Regions from separate parts of the Mus musculus genome. Here all the other regions are linked to region 3. The links are chromatin contacts, called in public promoter capture Hi-C maps. All regions are on one chromosome and are shown on one strand. The core of a region is the stretch at or near the end of the contact, and the rest is flanking DNA. Distances in the headings are between cores, read along the strand shown. Region 1 has its middle 21 kb from the start of Ddx59. Region 2 overlaps Ddx59 (DEAD box helicase 59). Region 3 holds the start of Cacna1s (calcium channel, voltage-dependent, L type, alpha 1S subunit).

Region 1 (4,244 bases), core at 739-3,238, 340 kb before region 3:
GTTCCAGGAAGTAAACTCAGTTCCTCTGCAAGAGCAGTACTAGCCTCTGACCTCTAAGTCACCTCTCTAGGTTCTAGGCAAAATTATCTTAGTTCTTCATTGCACCATAGTTACATTTTTAGACTGTACCTGACTTCAAGGAACTCCAACTATGAAATCGAACAAAACCAGGCGTTGCTGACTAGTGACCCAGGCTAGTTTCCGCTGTCAGTGTGTGCTCCCTTCATTTTCTTGGAGAGCATTTTAAAGCAAAAGTTTTTGGGTTAGCCTTGTAGTGGAGCTCTTCTGTGAAAACACAAGCTGCACAACCTATCTCCCCTGGGTTAGGATGTAACAGTTACTCTGGGAGAACATCAATCCTTTGTGGCTTTATACAGTCCGTCACTAACGCTGCCTGCCCTTTACCCTGAGTATGTCACCTGTTCTGACATGAAGTCTCTGAGGGCGGATTTGAATTTCTATTTATTTCTTTGCTTTCGGGTCACCAGCACTTTGGCAACAACTGGCACATTAAACCGCTTAAATCACTTACAAGGATTTAAGCATCTAGCCATCTACCAACACAACGATGGATATTTGTTTTTAAGTCAAGGCAAGTGGTAGATCTTAAGCCATTTTTCTACACCATTTTCAGATTCTCTTGAGACAGGAACATAAGCAGGAGGAGTTCCTGGCCTTCATTACTCTCTCTCCTAAGCAATCTTGTTCCTATGCCCAGTGTTAAGTACTTTTATGAACTGGGTCATACATAAGCTGATATCGCAAGTCTGGTTAGCCTATTTCTCTAGAAGCTTCTAGATAGGTGTTCTATTCAGATTATTCCTAAAGCAGTGTCCAAAGGTGTGTGTGTGTGTGTGTGTGTGTGTGTGTGTGTGTGTGTTGGGGAAGGGGGGACACATTAAGATGGTTTTGGATTTTGGTTAGATTTTTACAAATCACAAGTATGTTATATTTTCCCAAGTCAAAATTTACTCTCAATTTGGTTTAATGACGTCACTTCATTTGCTTTCTTTAATAGAATGTCAAATTTTCTGTCTATAAATTTCCCTAAGTTTATACCTTTTATGTTGCTACTAAAAACATTCTATGCTTAGCTTATCTTTCTATTACTGTAAAAATTACCATGGTGGTTGATATAGCATATAGCCAAATAGCCTCTGGCCTGTCAGCTACTGAATAATGACACAGAGACCTTTTATTAATTATGAAAGCTTGCTCTTAGCTTAGCAGACTCTCAACTAGCTCATGTAAGTAAACGTGGTCGTCTAGCTCTGTCCTTTTTTTTTTTTTTCCCCTGTCCCTTTTCTTATGTCCCAGCACCTGTTTTTTCCTCTGCTCTGGTTGGGGAATCTCCCACCTTCCTGTCTGAGTAGAGCATCTCCTGCCTCGGTTTATTTCCCAGAGTTCCTAACTCTGCCTGGAAGTCCCGCCTATCTTCTCCTTCCTTGCTATAGGCCATTCAACTCTTTATTAAACCAATCAGGTGATGGAGAAGATGTTTACAAACTACTGAGACCGGTGATGCTTCATACAAAGACAACCTTTACACAGTGCACAAGAGATTATCCCAACAACAGCAAGACAGGCTTCTTGTATGGAGAAGGAATGTCATTCATTATAATGTTGCTTGATCTTATATGTAGGTAGATTCAACAACGACTGGAAAAGAGAAGGAGGAGAAGAGGAAGGAAGAGGAAGAGAGCAGAAAAAAAATGTCCATGGTTAACTCAGAAAGATGCTAGAAAACTAACTTGTAACAAGTAAAAACCAAGATCCGACTATCTCTCTCGCACACGCTGTACCCCAGGATAACCATTGGTGGATGACTCTTTCCATTTTGTCCTAGCTAAAAAGTACACCAGTCATGATGGATTTAGAGTACCACAGTGCTGTTTGCTCTAATGACATAATGCATGCGAGCAAAGACCATCAGCATCTGCTAAAAGCATCAGCGGAAAAGCTGAGTGAGAACTTGGCAGCTTCCCGTTTAGCTCAGCAGGGCTTGACTCCGCCCATCCATCACGCACAGTGCACAGAAAGAGCCAGGCGGGTAGGCTCTAGGCTCCGGATGTAGGCAAAACTGGGAACTTTTGTTTTGGTTTATTTTGTTGTTGTTGTTTTTTTTCCACATGTTTTAACATGACTGAGAGTTTAGAGTAGCAATATCTCAAGACAGATCATGAATCGATTTTGTGTAAATGTTTCATTTATTTGTTATTATAGGTAATTGTGTGTGTGTGTGTGTGTGTGTGTACATGCCACAGCAAATGTGGATGTCATAATCAGTTTTCTTTCTCCACCTTGTTTTGAGGTAGAATCTCTCTCGCTATTTCTGCCATGTTTAATACCTCAGTCTCGTTAGCCTATAAGCTTCTGGGGGTTCTCCTATGTCCACCTCCCGTCTCAGTGCACACATTCCATCCATTTAGCAAAGCAACAGTGGTAGCTTCCCCACTGGGGTCTACGACCTCTCCAGCCATGGACTTCTGACCATATTTTATGGTACCTAATATGGATTCCCTCCTGTGGAGAAGGCCTGGACTCTGATCAGAAAGTGGTCGTTTGAGCCCACATGTGTAAATATAAAGAATGCTTTGCAAATTTGATGTAGTAGTAGTGATAGTAGTAGTGTTCATATACATATATGTATTATACATGCATATATATGTGTGCACATATGTACTGCAACATTGCATAGAGATCAGAGGTCAACACTGTAGAGCCTGTTCTCTATACATATATATGTAATATATATATATATATGTGTGTGTGTGTGTGCGCGTGTGTAATATATATATATATATTACACACGCGCAGAGGAACATTGCTGGCTGGCTTGTCCCTGGCTCATCTTTAGCTAGCTTTTTTTATACAGCTCTTGCAGTGGATCTGGGTTCAGATCCCAGCATCTATATGATGGCTTACAACCATCTGTAACTCCAGTTCCAAGGGATCCAATGCTCTTTCTAGTGTCTGGGGGCATCACTTTAGCACATGATACACAGACATACATGCAGGCAAACACTAATACACATAAAATAAAAGTAAACAAACCACTAAAATTTTTTTAAATAAAGAATTCAATCAAGATGAAGCAGGTTGACAAACAAGCCTAAACAAACAGACATCACTGTGTTCTGCTTTTTATACGCTTCTTTCCTAGACATAAACTCTCCTTCCACACAGAGCCTAGGCTCTCATCCTGCAGTTCTTCAAGAGCACAACAGCGTTTTTTCTTACCACTTAGTGGAATTAAATAATTCAGAGTAACATAATCTCCATTACAACACAGACTGAATCAAACTCCCTCCAGGACCCTTTAGAAATACCTTCAAAAATAAAACAACAGCAAGAAAGAAATAGCTCCAAAAGAACACACTGAGGAGCAACCTTGTTTGCTTGCTTGCTTGGCTTGAGACAGCTTCTCCCTCTGTAGGTCAGATTGACCAGAGTTTCACTATGTAGCCCAGGCTAGCCTTGCAGACACAGTATTTTCCTGCCCCACTTTCCAACTTTCAGGACTTTAAAAAATGTTCCCCTTTCCCAACAGTATCAAAATATCAAAGTAATAAAAATGATCTGTAGTTGGTGTTTTCTGTTTGGAAGAGCTCTTCCCCCCACCCCCACAACGGCACAGCAGCTCTTGTGTCCCACAATCCCCACAGCTCAACATTGTGTAAGAAGTGGAGTTCTTTGGCACCTGTTCCCTCAGGGGTGGTGGCACCAGAATGTCCTAGAAACAAGGACTTTCTCTCTCTTTGAAGACTGGCAGAAAAAAAAAAAAAAAAGAATTCAATTTCCCTGTAGGAGTGAATTTTAGTGAAAACCAATTCCATGAGAAATGATCAAATGTGTTTCCTTTCGGCCTTTGCCCTGAAGCCCCTCAGTGCTCAGTGGAAACGGCAGTGGCCAGTGACATCACCTGTCTGACGGTGTCCTTCTCAGGCTCTGAGGCCCGAGATGTCCTTCCCTGCCTTTGAACACAGCCTGCAGCCACACTTTACTTGGTTCCCCTTTTCCCACATTTGGTTATATTTCTTTCTTTTTCATTTAAAAAAATATGCACGTCTTGCTGTGCATCCCAGGCTGTCCTCAAATGCTCATCCTGCTGCCACGGCCTCCCAAGCGCTGGAGTGACCTCGCAGCTCAACGCCGGGTTGATTGCCAGGTTGTGCTGTTTCTTAAGTCTGAGTGGATTTATATTTCCTTTCGTTCATCGTCACATAAGGTTAGTGATTACTTTC
Region 2 (4,797 bases), core at 109-2,608, 380 kb before region 3:
GTACGCACAGGAACTAGAAGGTGTCAGATCCCCTGAGACTCAGTCATAGACAGCTAAGAGCTCCTTTGTGGGTACTGGGAATCAAACCTGGGTCCTCTACGAGAGCAGCAGATCCTCTTAATCTATAGAGTCACTCACATCTCCTTCCCCCAGTCCTTGATGTTTTGAATCAGAGTCGCTTTCTAACTCATGCTGCTCCTGAACCTGAGGTCCTTCTGCCTCTGCTTCTCTAGGTGAGGGCTGGGTTTATAGGCGTGTGTACTCGTGTCTGCGTGTGTGTGGTGTTCCTGGAGATGGACCTGTATACATACAGACATGTATGCCTGTGTGATGGCCACCGGTCCACCTCGGGTGCCATTCTCCCTGGTTTTCGTTGTGGTATCTCCCAGTGGCCTGAAGCTTGCCAAGCAGGGTAGACTGGCTGGCCCTTCTGCCTGTCTCCACTCCCCAGCTCTAGGACTACACTGAGTGTGCACTACCACACTTAGTATGGTAGGATCTCGGGTATCGCGCTGACTAGGGCATCTTCACTGACTGAGATCTCTCCTCAGCCCCACATCTGGGTTTTTGTTTCTGTTTTATCCTCTTGGTTTTCTTGAGGCCCAGTGTTGCTATCTGTGAAGTCTAGATTGGTCTTGACTTTATGATCCTCCTGCCTTTGGCACTTCAGTAAGGCATAGGTAGAGGTATATGCCACCATCCCACTCTGGTGATTTTCATACTGCTACAGTTGTACAGGTTAGTTTCAAAAGATCATACTGGCCCCAAAGCCAGAAAGGTCATCAGCTCCCTTGAAACTGGGATTACAGACTGTTGTGAGCAGCAATGTAGGTGCTGGGAATTGAACCTGGGTCCCCTGGGAGAGTAGTCAGTGCTCTTCACCACTACTGCTGTTTTAGAGAAAATATTTGCCAATCATTGGACTATACTGTTTATCTAAGTACTTTTTTTTTTTTTTTTAGTAAAAATGTTGTTTATTTATTTATTTGTGGTGTGTGTGTGTTGTCTGTAGGTTACAGAACAACTTGTTGGAGTTTGTTCTCTCCTTCTACCATGCAGGTTCTGGAGACTGAACTCAGGTCATCTGGCTTGGGGCTTGGCAGGAAGTACCTTCACCTGCTGAGCCACCTTACCAGTCCCTATTTGAGTATTTCTGTGTCTCGGTAGACAGTATAATGTTTTTGCCTTTATTTCAAGTGTATGCCTTTCTTCTCAAAATTTCAGTATTACGTAGGTTTGAATCACAATGAAAATATTTCTGCAATTCTATGTAAAACGCCTGGAGTTGGTTAATCGGTACATTGACAGCATTCCTGTGCTAACTTCTGCAGCACCAACAACTGATAAGGCTGTTTCCCTCTGAGCTACAAAGAAACCACACCCCTTAATACTGAGGCACTGGGGCAGGAGCTTCAGACACTCCACACACAACCAGATACTTCCTTTGCATCATAATGGTCCAGGATGGCTGACAGGCCCTAGAACCCCTCCCTACCTGCCGCACAAAAGTTAAAGTGCCCTGAAGAGGTAGAGTGCGGCCACCCTGACTTCTACCCACAGCCATCCAGGGGGCGCTGACTCAGCACACCTTTCAAAGGTTTCCGTTACATTATTTTTCATTTCCTTTGGACATCTTAGTCTACCAGACACTGTCCAACATTGCTCATCCTCACTCCTGCTCTGTAAGATTAAAGAGCTTGCCCAAGTTCTCTCAGCAGCTGACTCAGACAGAGGCAGACACCCGCAGCCAAATAGTGGACGGAGCTTGGGGTTCTATGGAAGAATAGGGGGAAGGACTGCGGACCCAGGAGGGAATAGGGACTCCACCAGAAGACTGACAGTCAACTAACCTGGACCCTTGGGGGGCCTCAGAGTCTGAACCACCAACTAAAGAACATCCACAGGCTGGACCTAGGCCTCCTCCTCCCCACACATATGCAGCAGCTGTGCAGCTTGACCTTCATGTGGGTCCTGAACGACTGGAGTGGGGGCTGTCCTAAAAGCTGTTCCCTGTACTGGGATACGTTCTACTAGCTGGGCTGCCTTGTCTGGCCTCAGTGGGAGAGGAAGCTCCTAGCCCTGCAGAGGCTTGAAGTGCCAGGGTGAGGGGATACCCAGGGGGATCCGTGCACTCAGAGGAAAAGGGTGGAATGGGAGAAGGTTTGTGGGAGGGGGTGATCGGGAATGGGGCAGTGAGTGGGATGAAAAGTGAATAAGTTAAAAAAAAATTAATTAATAAATTAAATTTTAAAAAAGTTCAAAACCTGACTTTGAGAGTCTGGGCTCCATCATCTATCTCTACATGCCTGAAGGTGTCCCCTGCTGTCTGCTGGGACAAGGGCACACCAGGTGACCACTGGTCAGAGCCTGCCTCACACCTTTACCACCAAACCTCGGCTGTCACTGCTGGTGGGGAACATGAAGGAAAATGTGCCCTGGATGCAAGCATGGTATCTGCCCAGTTCTCATGCTTGTCTGCGTGATATTAAGTGGTATAGTCCATCCGGTGGTGGTGATGATGATGGTGGTGGTGGTGGTGGTGGTGATGATGGTGGTGATGGTGATGATAATGGTGATAATGATGATGATGATGGTGGTGGTGGTGATGATGATGGTGGTGGTGGTGGTGGTGGTGATGATAATGGTGATGATGAGGAAGATATAAGCCTGGCAGGGATGGCTCAGGGTACAGGCACTTGTACCAAAGCCTGGTGACCTGAGTTCAATCCCTGGACCCCATGACAGAAGAAAGGAAGCAGCTTCTAAAAGTTGTCCTCTGACTTCCACACAGGTGTCATGGAATGCATGATCCTGTGCACATACTCATGCATGTACACACATGCGCATATACAACAGTAATAATAATAATAAAATTAAATTAAAAACCATAGGGTAGTCAAGATGGATCAGTGGTAAAGGTGCTTGCTGTCAATCTTAAAAACCTGAGTTTTATCTCTGGAACCCACATGCAGAGGACAGAACCAGCTTCCACAAGTTGTCCTCTAACCTTGACACTCATGGCAAGTACATGAGCACATACACACAGTAAGTAAAATAATACGCATACACACACACAGACCTATATTATTATTATTATCATCATCATCATCATCATTATTACATGGACTATATCATCATACCACATAACATCATGCAGACCAGCTTGAGAACTGGGCAAATGCCATCCCTGTACCCAGGGCACATATACATAGTAAGTAAAATAATAAACACACACATATACATACATGTGTGTGTGTGTATGTGTGTGTACATATATAATAAAACAATGCACTTACTTTATTTTATACTTCAGAGATATAAAATGCCTCTCTGATATATTAACGATAACAACAAAAGTTTCTCAACCACTATACCAATGCCCATTAGAAAAGAACTATCTCTCAAATACCATTCAAATAACTACTATTAGCTACTGATATAGTTCCTATAAGTAGTTATTATTATTATTATTGACTATTTTAAACATCAGGAAGCATAAAGCATTTTGATACTGGAGAGACAGCTCAGTGGCTGCATGCTTGCTTATTATGCAGAAGGCCCAAGGGTCAATTCCTAGGACGACGGCAAAACCAAACAAAATGCACCAAGGCCCACCACCTTGTCTTGGAGATTACAGCACCCAGGGAATTTGGGTGTTCTTCACTAGGGAAAGATAGCTTTGGTTTAAACGAATGATTCAAGCCTTAGCTTAACCGCAGTGTACATAGATGCCAGCTTAAGACCCGGAAGGGTAAATTTTCACAAGTCCCTGAACCTTTTTTTTTTTCATTCAGAGAAAATGTTCTGAATAAACAATAATATTACATGGCTATGATATAATTTCAAATAAATGATATAAACCAACTGGTTTTTAATGTGTGTAGTGTATGTGTGCTTACAAGTAAGTGCACATACAAGTACGTCTACATGCATGTGAAGGCCAGAGGTCGACAGTGACCATCTTTCTCAGTCACTTTCCACTTCATTTTACATTTCTATGTATGTGCATGGCTGTGTGTAAGGACGCATGTGTGGAGGTCAGAGGATAGCCTCGGTGCTAGGCCCTCACCCTCCACCATTGAGGAGTGTCTCTCTCACTGTCTGTTTTTGCTGCTAGTGCTGGCTGTGTGTAAGGACGCATGTGTGAAGGTGTGACTGGCTGTACCCATTGGCCAGTGCGCTGCAGGGGTCTTGCTGCCCTCCTAGCACTGCGGTTTCAGATGTGCACATCCATGCCCAGACTTGGTGTGAGCTCAGGTCACGCTTGTACAGCCAACGTCCCACCTCCTGACTAATGTTCTTTAAACATTACTACTTACTTCGTCTACTACGACAATTTTTATGCCACTGAGTGATACGGAGCTCTGTTTAATTATATCCAGAAGTCGTCCAGGGGTTGCTATGATAACCTAAATAAAAAGGCAAAGATGAATTTAAAGTTAGATAATATTCATTCATTTATTCAATCTTTGTCGTTCCCCCCCCCTTTTTTTTTCTTTTTCTTTTTTTTTTTTTCTTTTTTTTTTTTTTTGGTTTTTCGAGACAGTTTCTCTGAATAGCCCTGGCTGTCCTGGAACTCACTTTTTAGACCAGGCTGGCCTCGAACTCAGAAATCCACCTGCCTCTACCTCCCAAGTGCTGGGATTAAAGGCGTGGGCCAACACGCCCGGCTCCCATTTTTCTTTTAAGCAGGGATCTTACTATGTATCCCAGGCTTGCTTTGAACTTGTCATCCTCCTGCCTCTACCTCTGCATGCTGGGATTGTAGGTGTGCACCACCATACCTGGCCTTTTATT
Region 3 (4,418 bases), core at 1,094-3,593:
CTCACTGCAGAATTTGCTGTGTTGCTGGTGAAGGGGCAGCAGAGAGTGGCACTGTAGCCCTGTAATGCCCTTTCTACAGATTTCTATATCATATGCCCCTAGCAGCTCAGTGTAGGCAACCTTCTGGAGTCTATCCAGGGAAGGAGGTTCATGCTCAGCACCCCTGGTTCACCTTGCTGAGGCCCAGCCTTCCACATCTGTCTTGGTACCACTTCTGAGAGTTCTTGGGAAAGCGCCATGAGTTTGCACCTGTTGGGTGCTTGGCACTGTGAATATTGTCTGACAGCTATCATGGAATTGGGCTGAACACGTTTAGTCTGGGAAGCTTCGGGGCCACTCAGTAGCTCAGCAGTGAGGACGCCAGTCTACGCTGTGAGGGAGCCACGGTAGCAGCATCTCCCACAGAAACCAAGTGACTCCCAGGCTGGAGCTGCAGAGCTTGAGAGGAAGGGTGGGAAGGCTTGCTTACCAGGCCGAGGTTCAGAGTGTTGTTGTCATCCTCTGGCATGGGCAGGTACACTGCCAGGGCCACACAGTTGGCAAAGATGGTGAGCAAGATGATGGTCTCGAAGGGTCTGCAACCAGGGTTAAGGAGAGCCCTGGAGCCATCTGTGGGATCTGTGGGGTTGAGGGCATGAAATTCCTAAAGGCCAGTCTGAATAGTCACTATAATGCTAAGAGAGAGTCATGTGGCGGGGGGCTTGTACCCCAAAGTGGCTCGGGGGTAGGGTTGGAGTTTGATTATGTTCAGGCTGAGTAGGATCGGGAGAGGGGGAAATGGGAGGAAAACCAGATTTTCAGAACTATGTGTACACACTCATGTGTGCAGGCTTGCACTCCCAGGACACCCTCCCCCCGTACGCCCCAGAACTATGTGTACACACTCATGTGTGCAGGCTTGCACTCCCAGGACACCTCCCCCCCATACTCCCCCCCTCCAGCAGCTAATTCATGAGGGCACTCTGGGTGCCACCCTTCCTGACTGGCTGGTCATTTAGAAAGCAAATGTGAGGAGGGAAAGCCAGGCAGAGTCCTTGGTGCATAGGCGGGGTGGGGAGCGAAAGGCACGCTATGTAGACAGATTTGGATAAAATCCTGTTTTCATCCCAGAAGCTTCAGCTTTTGAAGAGAGATGGGGGATGAGGGGGGGAGTAGCACAGAATAGATCTGTAAGAGAGTGGGCTCAAGAAAAGGGATGCCCTGCCAGGGGAAGCTGCTCTCACCAGAGAGGGCAAGGAGGAAGGGGGCTGGACGTGATGTGGCCTGGCAGAGTGTAGCAATGCGGATCAGACTCGACTCCAGACCCGCTGTCTCTCCATGGCTCCCGTATCCTTCCAGCTACTCCTCATTCTCCATTTTCCCAAGGAACAGCTGATGGAATCCCATTCCTCCAGAGCACGTCAAAAATATTTCAAATATTCCTGACTCTCTCAGAACCCACTCAACACGGGCCTCCTCTCTGCAGCCCCTCCTTACTCCCCCCAAATAGCCCAGATATTATCATTGTTATTTCCAGAACAAACCTAGAGAGAGATTGAGGTCCCTGTCCCCCAGGGTACTACTTCTGAGCTAAAACATCCAAGTTTGCTCGCCAGCATCCAGGAGCCAATAAGAGCAGGCCTCCCCTCGAATCCACTTCTCCAGTTCCATTTGTAACTGGGACTCTAGCCAGTGGAAGTTGTCCCTGGACTGTCAATCGTTTTCCACTCTCCCTCTGTGGAGGATTTCCTCAGGAGCTGCTCCGTCCTTCATCTTATTCAAAATCTTGGGTGGTACCCCCATGATGACAGAGACCTGAACACACTTAGAAAGACTCCTAAGAACACAGGCCCTCCACAAGATGCTCAATAGCTCAGTGGCTCTCCCCTATGACCCGAGAGTTGTCCTCAGGCTCCGAGAAGCCCCTTTCCATTGTGGCGGAGACCTCCCTTCCTGCTTTCGCAAAGGTTCCTTTTGCTGGTCTAGGTGTAGGTTCACCCCTTTCCCAAGAGCCTGGGTCACCCTGATGCTAAAAGTCCAAGCTTTGTGACCACCCCGTACCTTCCACCTCTGCCTCCCACCCACTCCCTGCTCCATCTCGCTCAGGTGCTAGAAAGGATACTTCCATTCCACGATGCTGATGCAGGCCTTCCTCAGGGGGTTCTGTAGAGTCAGGCAGAACAAGGCCCGCGGGGGCCTCGGCAGAATCTCAGGAACAGGTTTCTTCGGCTGCTTCTTCCTCAGGCCCTCGTCCTGGGGTGAGGGCGGCTCCATGGCTTTCCCTGACACCCCTCTCTTCCCCCAGCCCACTGCCCTCTCCTCCCTGTGTCCCCAGTGCCCCCACCTTGGGGACTGGACCTGACTGAGCCTATCCTGCTGAGGCAGGCAGACGGGTCGGGCGTGGGGGCGGGAGGATTACTCTCTCTGCTCCCAGCGAGTAAAATTAGCCCCTGCTGCCCAGCCCAGGCTCCTGCGGCCAGGCAGCTGTCATTCCTTCCAGTCCAGCCGGTGACATCCCCATCTGCCCCCGAGGAGGCAAGGGCTGGGTGTAAAGGGGTGACTTATTATATCCAGGCTTGAGACGGGGTAGGGGCAGTGGGAGACAGGAAGGCTTCACAGCTGGGGCAATGAGGGTCAGGGAGAGGAACCCGTGGAGTAGAGCCACAAACTCCAAACAGGTTCCTTAGATGGAGATTAAGTTTCTCCCCACCCCAACTCCGTGGCTCTGTCCAGAGAATGTGTTGGGTGGTGGCCTAGCTCAGCATAGCTCCACTCACACCAGTCTCAGTGTCTGTCAGGATCTGCCCAGGACCCTCTCACACTTGCCGCCCCCAATGCCTTCTTCTGGCAAATATGGAGCCCCTCTCCTACCAGAGGGAAAGGCTCCAGGCAACCTTGAATGTGCACTGCTCTCACAGGGCCCCTGGTCCTCCAATCCCTCACTAGACAATGTCTGTGTGCTTTCTCCCTAGAACCCTGGCCTCTCCCATATTCAGTCTCAGCATACACACTAATCTCTCTGGAAATGTTAGGTGACTGCACCAGCTAGCAAACATTGCAAGGTGGAGGGTGGGCATAGACAATAATTCAGGAATCACAAAATTCAACAATCCCTTTTTATTTAGTCCTTGATGTAAACACAATGTCAGTGGACCCTAGAAGCTTACAAGTCTTGGGGTGGGGGAGGCGTTAAGTCCAGAAGAGACTGAAGGGTGGGAGAGGGGAGGTGATCACTCGCTGTCAAGGAAGCCAATGGGCACCAGCGACCTCTCCCTCCCTCTCTCTCTCTCTCTCTCTCTCTCTCTCTCTCTCTCTCTCTCTCTCTCTCTCTCTCTCACACACACACACACACACACACACACACACACACACACACACACTTCCCCTAAGTCTGTCAGCTCCAGGGTGCTGAATGCAAGCAGCTGCCTGTCTTCACTTCCCTCGTCCCTCCCTCAGAATTCCTGCTCTTTAGAGGCCATCAAGCTCCTCGCTAGTATTTGAGGCCATCTTGTGGAAGGTTCAGGCATAACAGAAAGTGTGGCTGACTTCCAGGGGACTTGGTGTGGTGGACAGCAGAGCTTCGCTGAGGCTGGTCCAGGAGCTGTCCAGGGCTCTGCTCCTCACCGCAGACATCAGCTCCTGGGATCCGTATCTCGCCATCTCTACCCCAGGCCCTCACATCTGGCTCAAGTGGGTGGAGGTGGGATCACAGACCTCGAACACCACTGTTCTTTGTCCCGCACAGATGACCCAGAAGCCCCCAAAGCTGTTCCCTAGAGGGGCAAGTCCAGGCCTCTGGCCAGATCAAAGGCTGGGTTCCTCCGACTCCAAAAAAGGCGACGAGGAAAAGGGGGATCCACTGGACTCGGCCACCAAGGAAGAGGGCTGCGGCACGTTGCTGTGGCCCGTGTGGGCGGGCGGCGGGGAGGTGGCGGGAGGTGGCGCGCCGTCGGGGGTGGCGCTCAACAGCTCCTGCAGGTACTTGATGTAGCGGATGGCGGCGCGCAGTGTCTCCACCTTGCTGAGCCGCTTCTCAGTCAGGGCGCCGGGGAGGTGGCCGCGGAGGCGCGCGTAGCCCTCATTCACGCACTTGACGCGCTGCCGCTCTCGCTCGTTGCGCTTCTGGATGAAGGCAGGCTCGAACGGGTAGTCGTAAACCCCGAAGGCGCCGGGAAAGGGCACGTAGGGGAACACCCCAGTGTAGGCGTCGTAGTAAGGCGGCTCGGAGTGGCCGGGGTACAATAGAAAGGGTACGTTGCTCAAGGGTTCGGTGGCTGCCAGCGGCGTCTGTCCAGCAGGGGCCACGACACCTAGCTGCATGCCCCCCGGGGGCCCACGGTCCACCAGAGCTCGGCAGAAGTTACTGTTCATTGTGCCTCGTGGAGCTGGACCCAGAGTGAGGCCCTCTGAAAGGCCTCTGCACGGGCTCTGTGTGGTCC

The links. Promoter capture Hi-C pulls out the DNA fragments that hold promoters and counts their contacts.
Region 1: a promoter capture Hi-C map of embryonic stem cells shows a contact between it and region 3, with 2.3 times the contacts expected there. The contact joins the enhancer-like site here to the promoter of Cacna1s in region 3. A contact is called at or near these places in 5 of 39 promoter capture datasets (the 3T3-L1 cell line, embryonic stem cells, pre-B cells and 1 more), 2 of 484 Hi-C or Micro-C datasets (the HPC-7 cell line and embryonic fibroblasts), 1 of 115 datasets of contacts at active chromatin or transcription factors (pancreatic cancer cells) and 2 of 9 other capture datasets (embryonic stem cells and pancreatic islet).
Region 2: a contact with region 3 is called in a promoter capture Hi-C map of stem cell-derived epiblast-like cells, with 2.4 times the contacts expected there. The contact joins the enhancer-like site here to the promoter of Cacna1s in region 3. A contact is called at or near these places in 16 of 39 promoter capture datasets (the 3T3-L1 cell line, the C10 cell line, the HPC-7 cell line and 10 more), 1 of 484 Hi-C or Micro-C datasets (cerebral cortex), 3 of 115 datasets of contacts at active chromatin or transcription factors (embryonic basal ganglia, embryonic stem cells and stem cell-derived neural progenitor cells) and 2 of 9 other capture datasets (liver and pancreatic islet).

Annotation. Positions count from the first base shown.
Region 1 is chr1:136,392,450-136,396,693 of GRCm38.p6, reverse strand. No RefSeq gene overlaps it. Among named protein-coding and RNA genes, the nearest start is that of Ddx59, 21 kb to the left of the region's middle. Within about 2 kb of position 1,988, at least 37 of the 459 cell types and tissues checked have an H3K27ac peak or open chromatin away from gene starts, as enhancers often do. A contact at or near this core is called in embryonic stem cells, where this site is marked.
Region 2 is chr1:136,424,407-136,429,203 of GRCm38.p6, reverse strand. Ddx59 (DEAD box helicase 59) reads right to left here. Exons shown (of 8, transcript NM_026500.3): 4 at 4,320-4,409. Among named protein-coding and RNA genes, the nearest start is that of 9230116N13Rik, 11 kb to the right of the region's middle. Within about 2 kb of position 1,358, at least 35 of the 459 cell types and tissues checked have an H3K27ac peak or open chromatin away from gene starts, as enhancers often do. A contact at or near this core is called in embryonic stem cells and stem cell-derived epiblast-like cells, where this site is marked.
Region 3 is chr1:136,050,736-136,055,153 of GRCm38.p6, reverse strand. Cacna1s (calcium channel, voltage-dependent, L type, alpha 1S subunit) reads right to left here and starts at 2,343. Exons shown (of 44, transcript NM_001081023.2): 1 at 2,102-2,343; 2 at 470-575. The coding sequence starts at 2,253. Ascl5 (achaete-scute family bHLH transcription factor 5) reads right to left here and starts at 4,350. Exons shown (of 1, transcript NM_001270609.1): 1 at 3,784-4,350. The coding sequence starts at 4,350. The coding sequence ends at 3,784.